3 separate regions of the Zea mays genome follow, and all the other regions are linked to region 1. Evidence: chromatin contacts called from public Hi-C data. All regions are on one chromosome and are shown on one strand. Each heading gives the region's core, a stretch centred on a gene start, on an enhancer-like site or on the middle of the called end of the contact. The rest is flanking DNA. Distances are from core to core; before and after follow the strand shown.

Region 1 (5,044 bases), core at 961-3,460:
CCTGCAGAAAATAAAAGGATACTGTACTGCCTGCCAACAAAGGGGTAGGAAATACGGCCATACTGATCTAATGGGTCCTCTTTATATCTTTGACCTATTATAGAAAGCTTACCTCAGGAGCAGCATAATTTGGGCTACCACAACTTGTCTTCAGAAAATGACCATCCCGCATAACATTACTTAAGCCAAAATCTGCAATCTTAACATTGCATTTTGAATCCAATAGGAGGTTTTCTGGCTTTAGATCACGATGCACCACCATGTTTCTATGGCAATATTCAACACCGGATATAATCTGTATCAAGAGGGGGCAAGAAAGAGAATACTATCACATACAAGCACACTTGAGAAGAATATCACAGATGTTTTGATTTGCTGTCTTCTTGTAAACCTAAGTTTATCATAATTGTAGCACAAACAAACAGAAAGAAATGGTATCACCTGTTGGAAGAAACGGCGAGCCTCTTCCTCCTGCAGCCTACCTTTCTCAACAATGTAATCAAATAATTCCCCACACTTAACATACTCCATAACAACATAAATATCAGCCGGTGTGTCTATAACCTCATAGAGGCGGATAATATGTGGATGCATAAATAACCTCAATATCTTAATCTCTCTTTTAACTGCAAAATGATTTAAAAAAGCAGAAGATCAGACAACATGTTCAAACAATCACCAAGCAACTAGATGGTAATAGCAAATATAGAAGACAAGTGAAAATCATTGCAATGGGTGAGTAGCTAAAGGTTTCTAATTACTGGTCCCAACTAACATTACAAAGAAATGTGCAATCTTGTCCTTCCAGATGAACAGCAAGAAAACAGTGGCCCACTTGCTTGTATCTGTTGCAATTGTGCACATAAAGTGTCATGCCATATAATATGGCTAGGGTGGTCATGGGCTCTAAATTTTACACTATAAAATTTAAGGATAAGATCGGATTAGGATTGGACTCTTATCTCTATTCATTTTTTATCTAATCTAAAATTAATTAAGGGCTCAAATGAATTGTGAAGAAACATTTGGATCGTGGTCCATTACCACCCCTAACCCTAAGTATGCCACGAGAGAAATTCAATCACTATAACAGCGGTATAGAAGCTTAACACATACCACTATAGCAGATAATAGCATATTCCTCAAAAATTAATTACTCTATGGATAAAAGTGAAATCACCATGGAAAATGTTTGTGTATATTCAATACAAAACTCTATATTCAATCAGTAAGCTTAGCAGGGCAACACGAGTATCCATTAGATGAGACACCAACCTTTCTCTTCCATCTCCATGCCTCTGATTTTACGGCGGTTGAGAATCTTGATTGCCACCTTGTGTCCAGTGCTGATATGCTCCGCAATTTTCACCTTCCCGAATGAGCCAATTCCGAGAGTCTTGCCAATCCGATAATTCCTCAACGGGTTGCCATCCTTGCCTGCCCCCTCCATCCTCTGCCTAAGTTCCAAACAAACCGAGATATGATTAAGGAAACGCGAAGGAAACCACTGAAATTCACATGCATATCACACCAGGCGCAATGAAAGCTCGCGGTTCCATTTGAGCAGGCCAGATCCAGCTGGTTCGTCCATCTGAGATTGTGTCCGCACTTCCAATTGGTAATAGGGAATTCTAATTCTAAGTAAAAACGAACATCTCCACCGAAATTAACTCCACTTTCCCACGCCCCCCACCCGATTGACGTCTAGAAATAGGATAACCCCTGAACAACCAGGACGCAATCAAACGCTCGAGAGCTCACGGATCTGTGTGGTAGCTACACACCGCATCTCGCACGCTTCCAGATCGAAACAGGTAGCACCAATGGCCCGAAATCCAAGCGCATCGCCGAATCTCCAGATCGGGGAGGAGTAGGAGGTGGATAAATGGGAGGGCGACGATGAGGTGGAGCCCCTACCTGGCCGCTGGAGGGGAGGCAGTCGCGGCTAGTCGGGAGGATCGCGGCGGAGATGCGGCGGAGATGCGAGAGGGGTGCGAAGCGAGGCGTCACGGGTCGGGGCGGAGCCGCGGAGGGGGGGAAGGGGGAGGTCGGAGGAGAAAGGAGGGGAGGAGATTCGATTCCGGCAGCGGGGTCCAGGGCCGAAAGCGACCACCGCGACGGGAGGCCTCGGGCGTCCGTGGCGCGCGGAGATGCGTGTGCTTCCCCGTGCGGGCGGCTCGCTGGTGCGGTGGGGCCGCGGGGTCGGCCGCAACGGGAGGAGTCGATCGATATGTCGTTTTGCGGGGTCGATGCGACGGCACGGGTTTCTCGCGCGCTACCGTTACTGTGGCGGCGCGTTCCTGTTGCGATTTGGCCAGTTTCGTCGCGGTCGTTGATTTTAGCTACAAATACGAGCACAATATCGCCGACTAAAATTCAGTCTCTACACATCAAATATTTGCATGATAATCATGGGATATTAAACGTTAGCCGTCTACTACTGCTATTATGCTCAGAGGAGGAAGATAGCGTGGGGAAGAAGAAAAAGATACGAAGAATAACCGAATAACATGTGTCTTTACCTTGCCGTCATCAGCGTTAGCCGTCATCTACGTAGTTAAACCCTCTCTTCTCTCTTACGCAGGCTTTACATGGATCATATGTCTTACTGGGCCTAAATACACGACGGCCCAAGCCAGCTTTCTGTTGCAGCTCCTCGTTCGTTTTCCCACCTACTTGTTGCTTTCCTTCGTGTTCAACTACGTAGAACCCTTTGCTACTGACATTAAATATAATCTAATTGTAAAAATAATTATAAAAATAAAGACTGAAATATTAGACAAATTTATTAAATCTAATAAAGTCTATATTTAATACTCAAAATTGATATTCAAATGTTTAATTTGACACGAACTAAACTTGAGTTAGATAGCAGCAACCACTTTCGAAGGCTTAAAATATTCGTTATAGGCGTCCGGATATACAACGGAACAGAACCCAACGTCATTTTAACGGAGTTTAAATTAGAAGACAAAACATCAGTACCGATTCAGTATCATTTGAAATTGATCACCACAGGTTTACTATACAATAAGATTGAAGTATTTAATTTTAGTTTTGGTTGTATGGTCTGTTGTAAATTGATGTCTTTAATTTCGATGTCTTTAATATGGGTTGGTGGCTCTACACGACACTAAGAGGATGTTTGGTTTTCTGACTAAAGTTTAATTCGTGTCACGTAATGCAAGCTTAGTTAAGTTTACTAAATTCGTTTTGCATGCTTAGTCTTCATCTATGTTATTTGTTTTATAATTAGACTATATTTATTACTCATAACTGTCATTCAAACTAAATTTAAATTGAGCGAAACCAAACACTCCTTAAGGCCTTGTTCGGTTATATAGAGATTAGAGATAACAATGGAGACCTGATCACCGATTCCCCGCGGAGAATTCCTCTATTAGGGACGGGTATAGGCTATCTCTAGTACATCGTATATATGATTGCTCAAACACAGTTTCCCACTATTTACATAGTTAAGTTTAAAATATAAAATATGATATAAGATAAGATAGGAAGTTTAAAATAGCAAATATGAACTCTTCACATAGTTAAGTTTAAAATAGAAAATATGATAGAAGATAAGATATGAAGTTTAAAATAGAAAATATGATAGAAGATAAGGTAAGCTACGGACTAAGAGTTGTCTAGACTTAGACTTCTTTTTATATTCTTTTTAATATAATGATACATAGTTGTCGGGTATGATAAATAGGGGTACCTAGATTACGCACCTAAAACACGCTTAAAATCCTAAGAACTCCGTCAAGATACATCCTCCGAGCGCAAGGAACCGAAACTCCACCTCGCCCGAGGTCCCCCTCAGGGGGTCTTACCGAAACTCTGCCTCGCCCAAGGTCTCCCTCAGGGGCCTTCCTAAAACTCCGCCTCGCCTGAGACCTGTCTTGGGCAGGACGAAAGCTCAGGAGAATCTCCGTCCCGGCTGAGGCTCCCTCACCCCAGGACGGCTATGTCCGTCTCGTCCGAGCCTACCTCAGGCGGTAAAGACAAAGCTTGCCCGAGGGCCGTTGGGAGACAACCGCATTCAATGTGTGCACCTACGTCACGTCGGCTGCAGGTGAATCTTTCAACAAAACCACATTCTTGTCAAAGATTCACCTACATCATTACACGTGCACGCCGTCTGACAATTCCTGACGAGACATCGGGTGCAAGTTCCGCCTCGCTCGACGCTAAACTCAACCTCGGGCGCAAGCTCCGCCTCGCCCGAACCAGGCCTCGGCTACCTGCTCCCCCGCGAATCTCATGGAAAACCACTCTGTCGATTGTGGCACACGTCATCAAGTCTCAAGACAAGGCTCAGTTGCAACCTCGGACGAACCTCCGCCTCACCCGAACTTTGCTATTCCCTCGATATCTATGACAGAGGACTTCCCAACGTCATCAAAAATAGTGGAGCCAACGCATCCCGTAAGAACCTTTTTTCCCATGGACACTGTGTCAACAACTGCGATATGGGCAACTCCACTCCAGGAGGGCTCGGATACGTGACTAAGCCCTCGGCTCTCAGCGAAAAACAGGCAAGCACACGTCAACAACAAAGTGCCAAGCCATACTGTCTACAGGACATGAAGGCACCCCTTCACACCATATAGTCGGCTCCCGTCGACAAGGTGGCTCTCCCTGGGCCTATAAATAGGAAAGTCCATAACTCCACGAAGGGGGAGAGGGCGAACACCTGGCAGTTTTTTCCTTCATTCGGTATTGGCACTTGCCTCAATCATTCCTAAGGACTTGGGGTCCTCCCCTCTCCTGTCATGCTTGTAACCCTTACTGTGAGCACTTTGGTACAAGTAATATAAAACTCATCACCTCTGCTAGAAGTAGGGCCCATCGTAGCCCGAACCAGAATAAATCGCTTGTGTCAACTGGCATCACCATCTGGGTCTAAGCACACGACACTATTTCACTGGTTGGTTAGGCCCACGGGTCCAAACTACGACAATAGTGCTCCTGTATATTTAATGATCCACATTTTTGCTGAGAAAGAAAAAAAGCAGCATGCTGCAAATGACAGTTCAGG
Region 2 (5,044 bases), core at 875-3,374, 770 kb after region 1:
TTGTGGTCTGTGACGCAGGGAATATATGTGTTGACAAGATGAAAACTGTCACTGATCGGCCATTTCCGAGACTAAATTTGTGTAACTTGTCGACCACCGGAGTGAAATGTGTATCTGCGAATAACGATATAGAGTATGTGTTTGTTAGCGTGTGTTGGTGACCTGCTTTGATTCTTAAATGAGACTAAAATAGGGAAACACATTTAAAGATGACAGACCTTTATTTCTTCAATCTATTTAAGATAGATTGAAGGAGGAATGATACCTTAATTAATAACCTTTGAGACATAATATACAAATGTTCAAGGAAAATCTTAAATGTTATGATCCCTTTATTATTCTTTCTCGATTAAGGTAAGAGAGTCGCAACTTTGGAGACTAGCAACCAGGTTTCCTTTAGAAGGAAAAGTGTCCCTGTATATTACAGTGTACCTCTATTTATATGACGAGGTAGAGTACAACTTCGTATAAAATTATAAACATACTCTCAGTTCATAAACATACATCTATACTATTCTATTAAGACAGTAGTGTCAGCGTCCACACTCAATGCCCCCACCCCCGCGACCACGTCGGCCCGTCCCTAAACTAGCGCGCCCTCGCCCCCATCCGCGTCAAGCGTCACCCGCCACACCCGCCCATCCCAGCGCGATTCTCGCGTCGCAACGCCACACCCGCCCATCCCGGCGCGACCGCGTTATCGCCCTCGACCCTCGCAACATCGCCCTGCTCATCTTCAAGGCCCTCGCCCTTGACCTACAGGGCCACCACCTCCCTGTGATGCGCGTCCTCGCGCCGCCGCGCGCCCAAAGCTCGACCGCGTCGTCTTCGTCAAGCTGGACGTCGGCCACACGCCACCCGTCGTAGCTCCACCTCGCATCTCCGGCATGCTGCACGTCCCACGCAGGCAGTCCGATGAGGCGCGGCGCCTACAAGCAGTGTGTCGACTTCAGCCCCTCGCGCCGCCACCGCGAGGATGGCCTCCTCGCCCTCTGCTGCCTTGACCGCGACGTTGGGCTCTTCAAGCGCCGTCATGACGAGCCTGCTCCTGCCGTCGCTGTCTCCGATTCGACTCCTACACCCTTGAAGTCGACGGTACTGCAATAGAAAAATTGTGGATCTTGCCCACGATGCTCATATCCACCGTGCCCACCGTGCTCCCACCAGCACCCGCTCATGTCCAAGGAACTCTTCGGCTACTTCGTTGCGCCGTCATCTTCCCCATATTATGGTCGCCACACCACTGTCCCTACTGCTCCTGGCGGTCGCCTGCCAACCGCAACGTCGTCGTCTGCAACATCGACGTCGTCGTCCCTTTCTACTCAACAGGCGTCATTTTCTTCGGTCCTCTTGGACACGGCTTCTTCAGCTCTCCTCCAGGCTCCAGCTGCGCCTCGGTCACGTGCCCACTGGTCTCCAGTCGTCGTGTGGTAATCTTCCTGTGATATGCACACTTCTCCCTCTCCCTTTTCAACTGTCGATCAATGAAGAAGGTAGGATTGGGCCGCTGCTCGCCGTGATTTTTGCCAGAGAGGGAGGGCCGACTGGTGGTCGGTGCCACCAGTTCTTAGCGTGGCTTGTTGAGCGTGAGAGACATAGAGATGGGGAAGAAGATGTTGTGGTTGCTGGTGGGAGATGTTGGGGAATGCTCTCTGTTCGTGGGGATGAGTTCCATGCCATGGTTAACTATTTCCCAAAAAATCAGCAGGTTTACCTGGCGTAAGCTACATTTCTTCCTAGACTAACATGCTTGCATTTCCTAAAGGTTTGACAAGAGGATAACTGATGAGTTCCATGCCATGGTTAACTATTTCTTCAAGTGTGCAAGTGCGTCTATGGACTGTATGGTTCTTTGGTTTTTGTTGTTCGCTGAGGTGCAAAGTAGGAAGAAAATGCGGCCCTAACCTTGCAAGCGGGGAATGTATCATTTTTTGGTGCAACTGAAATATGTGGTGTTATTTTTTGTGCACTAACAATTTGTTGAATATTTTGTATACCGTTGCAACGCACGGGCATCTAACTAGTAGTTCAAAATAAACTCAATGGACACCATCTTTCCCAGATTGAATCGTGGACGCCCATAAACAAATTCCCCAGCGTCTCCTCTCCTCTCCTCTCCTTCCCCGGCACCGTGCTCTGTTGTGCTGTTTGGTTCCGTCGCGTCGCGTCCCGTGCTCAGATCAGATCTCTCCTCTCCCCCGACCCCGAGTGGAGTGCCTCCCTCCCCCCCTCCCGCTCCAGACTAGCGGAGAGAGATCTCGGCACCGCCGTTCGTCGCCATGGCGGCGGCCAACGCTCCCATCGCCATGCGCGAGGCGCTCACGGTAATACCTCCGCTACCCTCTCTCCCCTCTCATGCAGTACATATCTCCATCCACTCACCCACTGATCATTCCTTGCTCGTTCTCCGCGCAGCTCACCAGCCTGGGCATCGCGCCGCAGTTCGTCACCTTCACCCACGTCACCATGGAGTCGGAGAAGTACATCTGCGTCCGCGAGACCTCCCCGCAAAACAGTGTCGTCATCATCGACATGGCCATGCCCATGCAGCCGCTCCGACGGCCCATCACCGCCGACTCCGCCCTCATGAACCCCAACACCAGGATCCTCGCCCTGAAAGGTTCGGATTTGCTGCCTCTACCTACCGCCCGCACCTCCTATAGATCTAGCCCTTTCGGTTCTCTCCACTGCGCGGAATCTCATCCTTATCATGCCCATCCTAGCCAAAGTCCTTGTTAAATAGTCAGTTGCCTCTCTAGGAATTCCGCAGCGATCTAAGCTTCTGCTTCCCTACCATGGCAGCCGAATTCTGCACTAGCGACTGACATCAAGCCTTTGCTTGAGATCTGTGCATTAGCTGCCTGCAGGGCTTTATGTATACCTCTCTGTTTGTCTGATCCTGTGTGCAAGCCGTGTAGAATGAACGAGGCTCTGGCAACATGGGACGCTATAATTCTAGCCTGCCATACATTTGTAATCCGTGTAGTCGTTGTCACTGCGATGAGCCAGATCCAGTTCGGTTTAGCATAGAATGGAACCATTAGGATTGTAATTTTACTCTGTTTTAGTCTTCACTGTTGCTGCTCACATTCGATCGACGGCTTCCTACCTGCTTGTTGCTGGGCATTGCTTGCTTAATTTATATTTGAGTATATATTTTGTTAGATGAAGTTCTTACTTGTCAGCAACTCAGCATTGCTGTTGGCTGGGGTACTCTACTATAGTCAGGATATTGATGCTAACAATTCCCAAATCAAATGACTGGTTAAGACATTGAGTAGCTATATATACTGCTTAACATATAGTTTGAGAATAATTGCAACAATGGTAAACATCTGCTGATTTTTTGCAGCCCAAATACCTGGAACAACACAGGATCACCTTCAAATATTTAACATTGAGGCTAAGACTAAGATCAAGTCTCACCAGATGCCGGAGCAGGTACAAAACACTTTCCAATATGACATTTTGCATATGGCTTCTTTTTTCTAGCTGTCAATGAGATGTACTTGAAGTAACATGTTCCATATATTTACTTTTCAACTGCAGGTCGTATTCTGGAAATGGATCACTCCCAAACTGTTGGGTTTGGTGACACAAACATCAGTTTACCACTGGTCGATTGAAGGTGATTCTGAGCCCACCAAGATGTTTGATAGGACGGCTAATCTGGCAAACAATCAGATCATCAACTATCGATGTGACCCAGCGGAGAAGTGGCTTGTACTTATTGGAATTGCACCTGGAGCCCCAGAGGTATTCTCTTACCGAAATTTACTTCTATTTACATCATTACAGCAGAGCACATGTCAAATGAGTGTTGAAAACGAATATTACTGTTGCCCCCGTTCCTGCTGATTTTGTTCGAAATTCCAATCCTCTTACGATAAAAAACAATGTCTCTGTAAAACTCGGTCATTTGTACTTGAACAAAAAGTAGTTTCGTAGTACTTGGTTGGACGTTCTTATCATATTGTCGACTTGTCGTGCCCTCATTTTCGTGCAACCAGAGGCCACAACTGGTGAAGGGAAATATGCAACTTTTCTCTGTTGATCAACAACGTAGCCAGGCACTTGAAGCCCATGCAGCGTCTTTTGCAACATTTAAGGTACCCTTTCAGTTATTTATGATGCTTATTACCTTATATTCTTGTTTTATTTCTGGTATTTAGTAATTTATCAACCTTTCTTTATCTAATCTGTCCAGGTTGTTGGTAATGAGAATCCATCAACCCTTATTTGTTTCGCCTCAAAGACAACTAATGCTGGACAGATCACTTCAAAGTTGCATGTTATTGAACTGGGTGCACAGCCAGGTTTAGATTGATTGTGTTTTTTTATTCTTTCTAGTGCTACATCTCAAACTTCTCATACTGCACCAGTTATTTTTTTTATGTGGGCTTCATTTTCTTTTGAAAGACATTGCAGTATACTGATATCTCCATTCTTTTTATTGATTGTTTCATTGTAGGGAAACCTGGTTTTTCTAAGAAACAAGCCGACCTCTTCTTCCCCCCAGATTTCCAGGATGATTTTCCTGTAGCTATGCAGGTGAACATCTTATGGAAAAAATGTGCACTTCATAGGGTGAAAGATGTGCAATTATTAGAACATCACATAATGGATCTAATATGTTTTTATTCCATTTTTTGCTGCAGGTTTCACAAAAGTATGGGCTTATCTATGTAATTACTAAGCTTGGCCTTTTGTTTGTATATGACTTGGAAACTGCTGCGGCAGTTTACAGAAATAGAATCAGTCCAGACCCTATATTCTTGACGGCAGAATCTTCCTCTACTGGTGGATTTTATGCCATCAACAGAAGGGGGCAGGTTTTACATGCCACAGTTAATGATGCAACTGTTGTACCTTTTGTCAGTGGCCAAGTATGTTCTTCTACACTTTCTGGTCTTCCTTTCCTGATCTATACATTAGGTATTTATTTTAACACAACTTTGATATGCAGTTAAACAACCTTGAGCTTGCTGTGAATCTGGCCAAGAGAGCTAACCTCCCTGGTGCTGAGAACTTGGTATGCTCTATT
Region 3 (5,044 bases), core at 720-3,219, 660 kb before region 1:
CTCAGATTTCCTTGATGCACATTCTGCAAACATATTTCAACCAATCACTTTTTGGTGATATTATTCGTATTTTAAAATATTATATCAAGTGTCTACAGAAAAAAAAATGATGTCCACTGATGAAAGAACAAGGTCGATAGAACCAAACAACAAATTGCAATAGACATGTCCAAAACACATAAGCTAACAGAATGCATCTAGCACCAGCCTTCTGATGCCAGCATGCTGACGTAAAAAAGAAAGAAAAAAAAACATTGTTTCTTAGTGGGGCATATTGTGATTCCAGAGTGGTTGCACAACCGCACACGTCCTCGGTTCTGAGACCAACCATGGGCCTTGTCACACTTATCATGAGTCATGACAAGGACTTAAGGACCAAATAAAAATCCGAATCTACAATTGAAACATCTCCACCAGGAACAGTCCAGGCCACAGATGTCAGGAACACGTCAACATCCAGGTCCACCATCAGCACACGTCCAACTACAGGCTTGGACAGAGTCCTCTCATGGGTTAAAAGACTAATGCAGCATGCAACACACCAAACCAATACTTTATATAATCTCTTGTCTTGGGAGTGTCTGACCCTAAAATATTTCTAGTATTCCAACACATGCTTAGAAAGTAGGAAGTCTAGACGGCCTCCTAGCCGGCAGCCAAGACCAGAATTAGTTGCGAGTCAAACATGAGGAGGAGTATTTGGGCTCCAAATGGTGAACTGGGAACAGCACATGACATCGACACCACAACTTGTACCAAAATTGCAGTTGCAGTGAGGACCCAACCAGAGTACTACTTTCATCTATATACCTCGTGACATATCGAAACAAATATCTCAGTATGCAACCCAAACAAAAAAGGAAAAGTTCATTTTCGAAATCATAAAGGTGTTTCTAAAAGCACCAAATTGATTATTCCAAAAACACTCAGACACAGAACAAGTTTATTAAGCTTTACGGCAACAAAAAGACGTTCTTTACAGAACCAAGTTGAGAGCTCAAAATCACTTCAATCCACAACACAAGAAAGTCGAGGGAAAAGGCCAAAATTCTACCTCTGCCGAAAATTCGAAATAATGAGCACAGACAAAAAGTATACTCGAGCACAAGCCGTAAAATGAGCTTCTCTCATGAAAAGAATCAAAACAAGAAGTCTAAGATCCAAATTTGATGTACGCCAGACCAAATAACAGAAATAAGTAGCGGGGGCAGGAAACGAAAGAAATTAAAGCATGCTCAATTTTCAATTCGATGGAAATTCCAACGAGATCGGCAGTAAAAGGTCAGCGAAATTGAGCTCTGGACATAATGAAAACCAAAGATCTAAGCCCTACGCAGCTAACAGGGCAACAGACTAACTCGCAGTTCTTCAGATTTTTTTATGTTGAAGCGCTCAGCAGCACCCCAAGTCCACAAAAAATGCGAGAACTAAAGCAAAACTCGACTTTGAAAAACATGCGCAAAATCTGCCGGGGTATTCGTTCAGAAAACAACCAGAACCAAATCAATCACAAAACGGCAGATATCCAACAGGAACAGCCGAACAGCGAGCGGAGCAGATCGACACCTGGAATGTGCTCTTTAGCGGCTCCTCTACTGCAAGAAAGAAATTGCTGCAGTTCAGTGGCCAAGAAGAAGAAAAAAGGCGAATCTTTTCCTGGTTCTTTGCAAAGAAGAGGAGGAGCACAAGAGAAGAAGACTCACGCTGCTCCATGAGCGCCGAGAACTGCTTGATTGCCTCCTCGGAGGTGGCCGCCATTGCCCTCAACAGGGTACTTGGGGTCAAAAGCCGGGTCTTTCCTGCCTTTTCCAGCTCTCCGTTCCTCTCCTCCTTTCTCCCTATGTTTCTCGCCCTCTTGTTTTGTTCTTGTGCGCTTCGTCGCCAGTCGCCACACCACCAAACCGTGTGGTACAGTGATGTTTGTGGGGCTCAGCTCCGGTGGTTCGCCGGCGATCCTAAGGTTCGGGCCTTCGGGACCTACAGAGTGGTGAGGGGTCCCGTCTCTTAAAAAGGATCAGGCGAGCTTAGTTTTTTTCTCTCTTTTCTTCTGTATCTCTATCGGGTTTTATTTTGAGAGAGGTTATTCCACCAGGTATTTATGTTGTTTATTTATTTACGTTGACATTTATAGCAGCGCGGAGTTCTACTCCAACTCGAGAGATCAACCGGTCACTAGATATGACCAAACGAGCCGTCCGGTTCAGGCTGGTGAAACTTGGCCCGTTTAGGACATAGGCCGATAGACATGTCTATCAAATCGGATCAGGCCTTAATGACTCGGGGACTTTAGATCACTAGCACGGTGTGAGCCTAAACGTGTCGGGTTTGTATAGCTAGCCTGACCTAGAAACAGGACCGTGTCGACCCAAGCTCGTTTTACATATGTGCACAACTAAATTAGCACAACAGGTTGGACGGAACCATGAGCGTTGAGGTGTCGTTGCCTCGTGGAGGCGTCGCGACGGCGGATCCCGACCAGTGATCTGGTTGTGGCTTGTCGTCGGTGGAGCTGTTTGGTGGTGGTGGCGGTGACTTCCTCCCCTTTTCCCCTCGGCGGTTTCTAGGTTCAGGTGATCTCCTTCCTCCTGCTTCCCTGCCCTCTGGTCTTCTCAATTCCACCTAAATGGACCTAGCAAAATTGGATTTTCGGCCGGGGATCGTCTTCGAGGATTCTCTCAGGCTCTGTCTGGCCTCTTCGGTTTATCCAGCTCGTCCGAGCCTTCCCTCGACTTTCTGGTTGGTGATTTCATTTGGTAGATGCATTTTCAAGCTGAACTCAGATTTTGTTGGCTACCTTCTCCAAGCTGCCCTGGGAGGATTTACGACAGGCTTTGAGGTTCATCAGCTTTCTGATCGGGTTTTCTGTTTTTCGTTTTCCTCTAAGGCTGTGGATTTTCATATCTACAATTCAAAGTGTATTGATCGTGTGGAATTCAGAGCCTTTTTCAATCTTTGGAATCATGGTGGCCCTAATTGGATTCATGAGTACAAGAAATTTATTGGTGAAGAGAATGCTTCCTGGTTGACTATTCGGGGCAAGAAGAGTATATATTACGCAGATATTGTTAAGCTCCCTCTCTCTGGTGCTAATGCGGTCCCGATTCTCAACAAAAAGGAGATCTCTTGCGGTGTTGGGCATCCGGATCAGGCTAGAATTTCTGCGTTCAGACGCCTAGGATCTTCTCTTAGTAATTCAGAATTTCAGGGCTCGTGGTATTCGTCTTCTCCGCGGAGGTTAGGACCTCGGGGACTTCGGATTCCGTCGATTGCGAAGATCAAGCCAATTCCCATGAATGTTCCTCGCCGGGGGGCGTCTTCCTCGGTGATTTACTCTGGTCTTAATGGAGGTGTTCATGGCAGCGGGCTTCGTGGGCGTTCAAATTTACAAAATTCAAATTCTGATTTAACTCGGCCCCGCAACCTTCAATGTCGTCCCATTCGGAAAAGGGGGCCCGTCGGGCCTTCGTTTGGACCGTCGGGTGCTTGTCGTCTTAGGTCACCGGGCGTTGGCCCATCTGCTTTTCTCTGCCATTTTTGTAAAGCGAAAGGGCATTTGGAATTATTTTGTCACTTAAAGAAAACAAATTTTGGATTTCCTTTAATTTCGTTCCCTTCCTTTGAGAGCCGAACCAATTCGGTGGGAAAATTAAAATTCCTTGACCACAACTCTTGGTTTCGTTCTCCCGCGGAGCCTCTGATCGGTGGACCTCCTAAGTATGGTTGCTTCGAAGAGTTCGCCTGGGTAGTCTTATTAAAAAAATCTGAAATGACACCTCTCCAGTCCCTGGCGCTTTCATTGTGTGTTACTTCATCAAAACCCCAAACTGCTACTACTTCGCTCGTTTGCTAGCGATCTTCTCTCCCATCTCCTATGGCGTATCGGCGTGTTGATCCAGAGCCTTTTCTTCCTCCGGGCTTCAGCGCAATGGCAGTGCAGCATCGGGAGATCATGGTCAGGTCAGTGATTAGGAGACTCCCTCCAATGCACGAAGATTGGGCTATCGTTAATATTCAACCTTTGTCGGAGCATAAAGTGCTTTTCCCTGCGGTTAGAGATGTGGTCAGAGAATATCTTGTTGAGCATCGGAGGCTCGGGGTGCAGGATATTCAGTGTTCGCACCTAGGTCAGGTTTTGGTGCAGTTTAACAGCGTGCTAGATAGAGACAACCTTGTTTTTCTTGGGCCTCAGCAATATCTTGATGCCACCTTCACTTCTCAAAGACATAATGATGCCTGGAACCATAGGGCACTTTTTTTTAACCGTGAGTGCTGGCTAATGCTGTTGAGATTTCCCCTAGACTATCACTCCTCCGAGTACTTGCAGGCTGCCATTGGCTCTTTTGGCAGATTAATCTTGTGGGAGGAGGACAGGCACAATGTGACTAGGACTATGCTTAGGGTTCGGGTCACATCTCTTGAGGAAGTCCCTCAGTTCATTGTATTTTCTGAAGCAGATGGTTTCCTCGGAGATTCTTGGACTGTGCAATGCGAGATCATTCAACAAAACTTGCTGGGTGGTCAGCCCCAAGACGAAGACCCAGTTCCGGTGGTCCCTAAAGGTGGTCGGCAGCTTCCCCTCGCGTTCTTTGGTCTGGGCCAACCTTTGCCCGCTGCGGGATGGGACCTTAACTTCCCGCCAGGGGAGGATGTTCAGGTTCAACCTGCAGATGATATTCAGGGGGACTGGGACCAGTGGATTGTTAATGATCCACCTGCTCAGCAGTTTCAGCAGGACTTGCCACCTGACGAGCAGCAAATCAGTAATCATCTCTTTGGCTTGTCTTCAGACAGTTCTATTGGTCCCAACCAGGGCGCTCTAGTGCAGAATGGGCAAATTTTGGATGACCTGGGCTTGGTTGGGCTGGTGGTGCATAATAATGTTCCTGCTATCCTTGCTCTGGGTGTTGCACCTCCGAATGGGCCTCTAGAGGTTGATGGCCCACTTAATCAAGGGGACCACCAAGAAGTGGAGGATATCCTGCTCCCAGATGCCCAACCGGGGGAGCAAATGAACAATGATTTCAATAATGTGGAGATGAATTAT

The links. Hi-C and Micro-C count contacts between places; a contact is called where the count stands out from the background.
Region 2: a contact with region 1 is called in a Hi-C map of leaf, with 3 times the contacts expected there. The contact joins the promoter of LOC100193501 here to the promoter of LOC103647175 in region 1. A contact is called at or near these places in 2 of 25 Hi-C or Micro-C datasets (leaf and tassel).
Region 3: a contact with region 1 is called in a Hi-C map of leaf, with 5 times the contacts expected there. The contact joins the promoter of LOC100216821 here to the promoter of LOC103647175 in region 1. A contact is called at or near these places in 3 of 25 Hi-C or Micro-C datasets (ear and leaf).

Annotation. Positions count from the first base shown.
Region 1 is chr2:158,503,318-158,508,361 of Zm-B73-REFERENCE-NAM-5.0, reverse strand. LOC103647175 (SNF1-related protein kinase catalytic subunit alpha KIN10-like) reads right to left here and starts at 2,210. Exons shown (of 11, transcript NM_001301590.2): 1 at 1,918-2,210; 2 at 1,276-1,457; 3 at 442-626; 4 at 113-295; 5 at 1. The coding sequence starts at 1,450. It overlaps LOC100285539 (ABI3-interacting protein 2), which reads right to left. Exons shown (of 4, transcript NM_001158430.2): 4 at 4,991-5,044.
Region 2 is chr2:157,732,029-157,737,072 of Zm-B73-REFERENCE-NAM-5.0, reverse strand. It overlaps LOC100193501, which reads left to right and starts at 2,124. Exons shown (of 29, transcript NM_001358758.1): 1 at 2,124-2,324; 2 at 2,416-2,620; 3 at 3,353-3,441; 4 at 3,550-3,756; 5 at 4,011-4,109; 6 at 4,208-4,316; 7 at 4,472-4,551; 8 at 4,659-4,886; 9 at 4,967-5,032. The coding sequence starts at 2,280. It overlaps LOC103649013 (ankyrin repeat-containing protein At5g02620-like), which reads left to right. Exons shown (of 1, transcript XM_035965376.1): 1 at 1-131.
Region 3 is chr2:159,159,881-159,164,924 of Zm-B73-REFERENCE-NAM-5.0, reverse strand. It overlaps LOC100216821, which reads right to left and starts at 1,969. Exons shown (of 11, transcript NM_001143217.1): 1 at 1,704-1,969; 2 at 1,567-1,595; 3 at 1-23. The coding sequence starts at 1,758.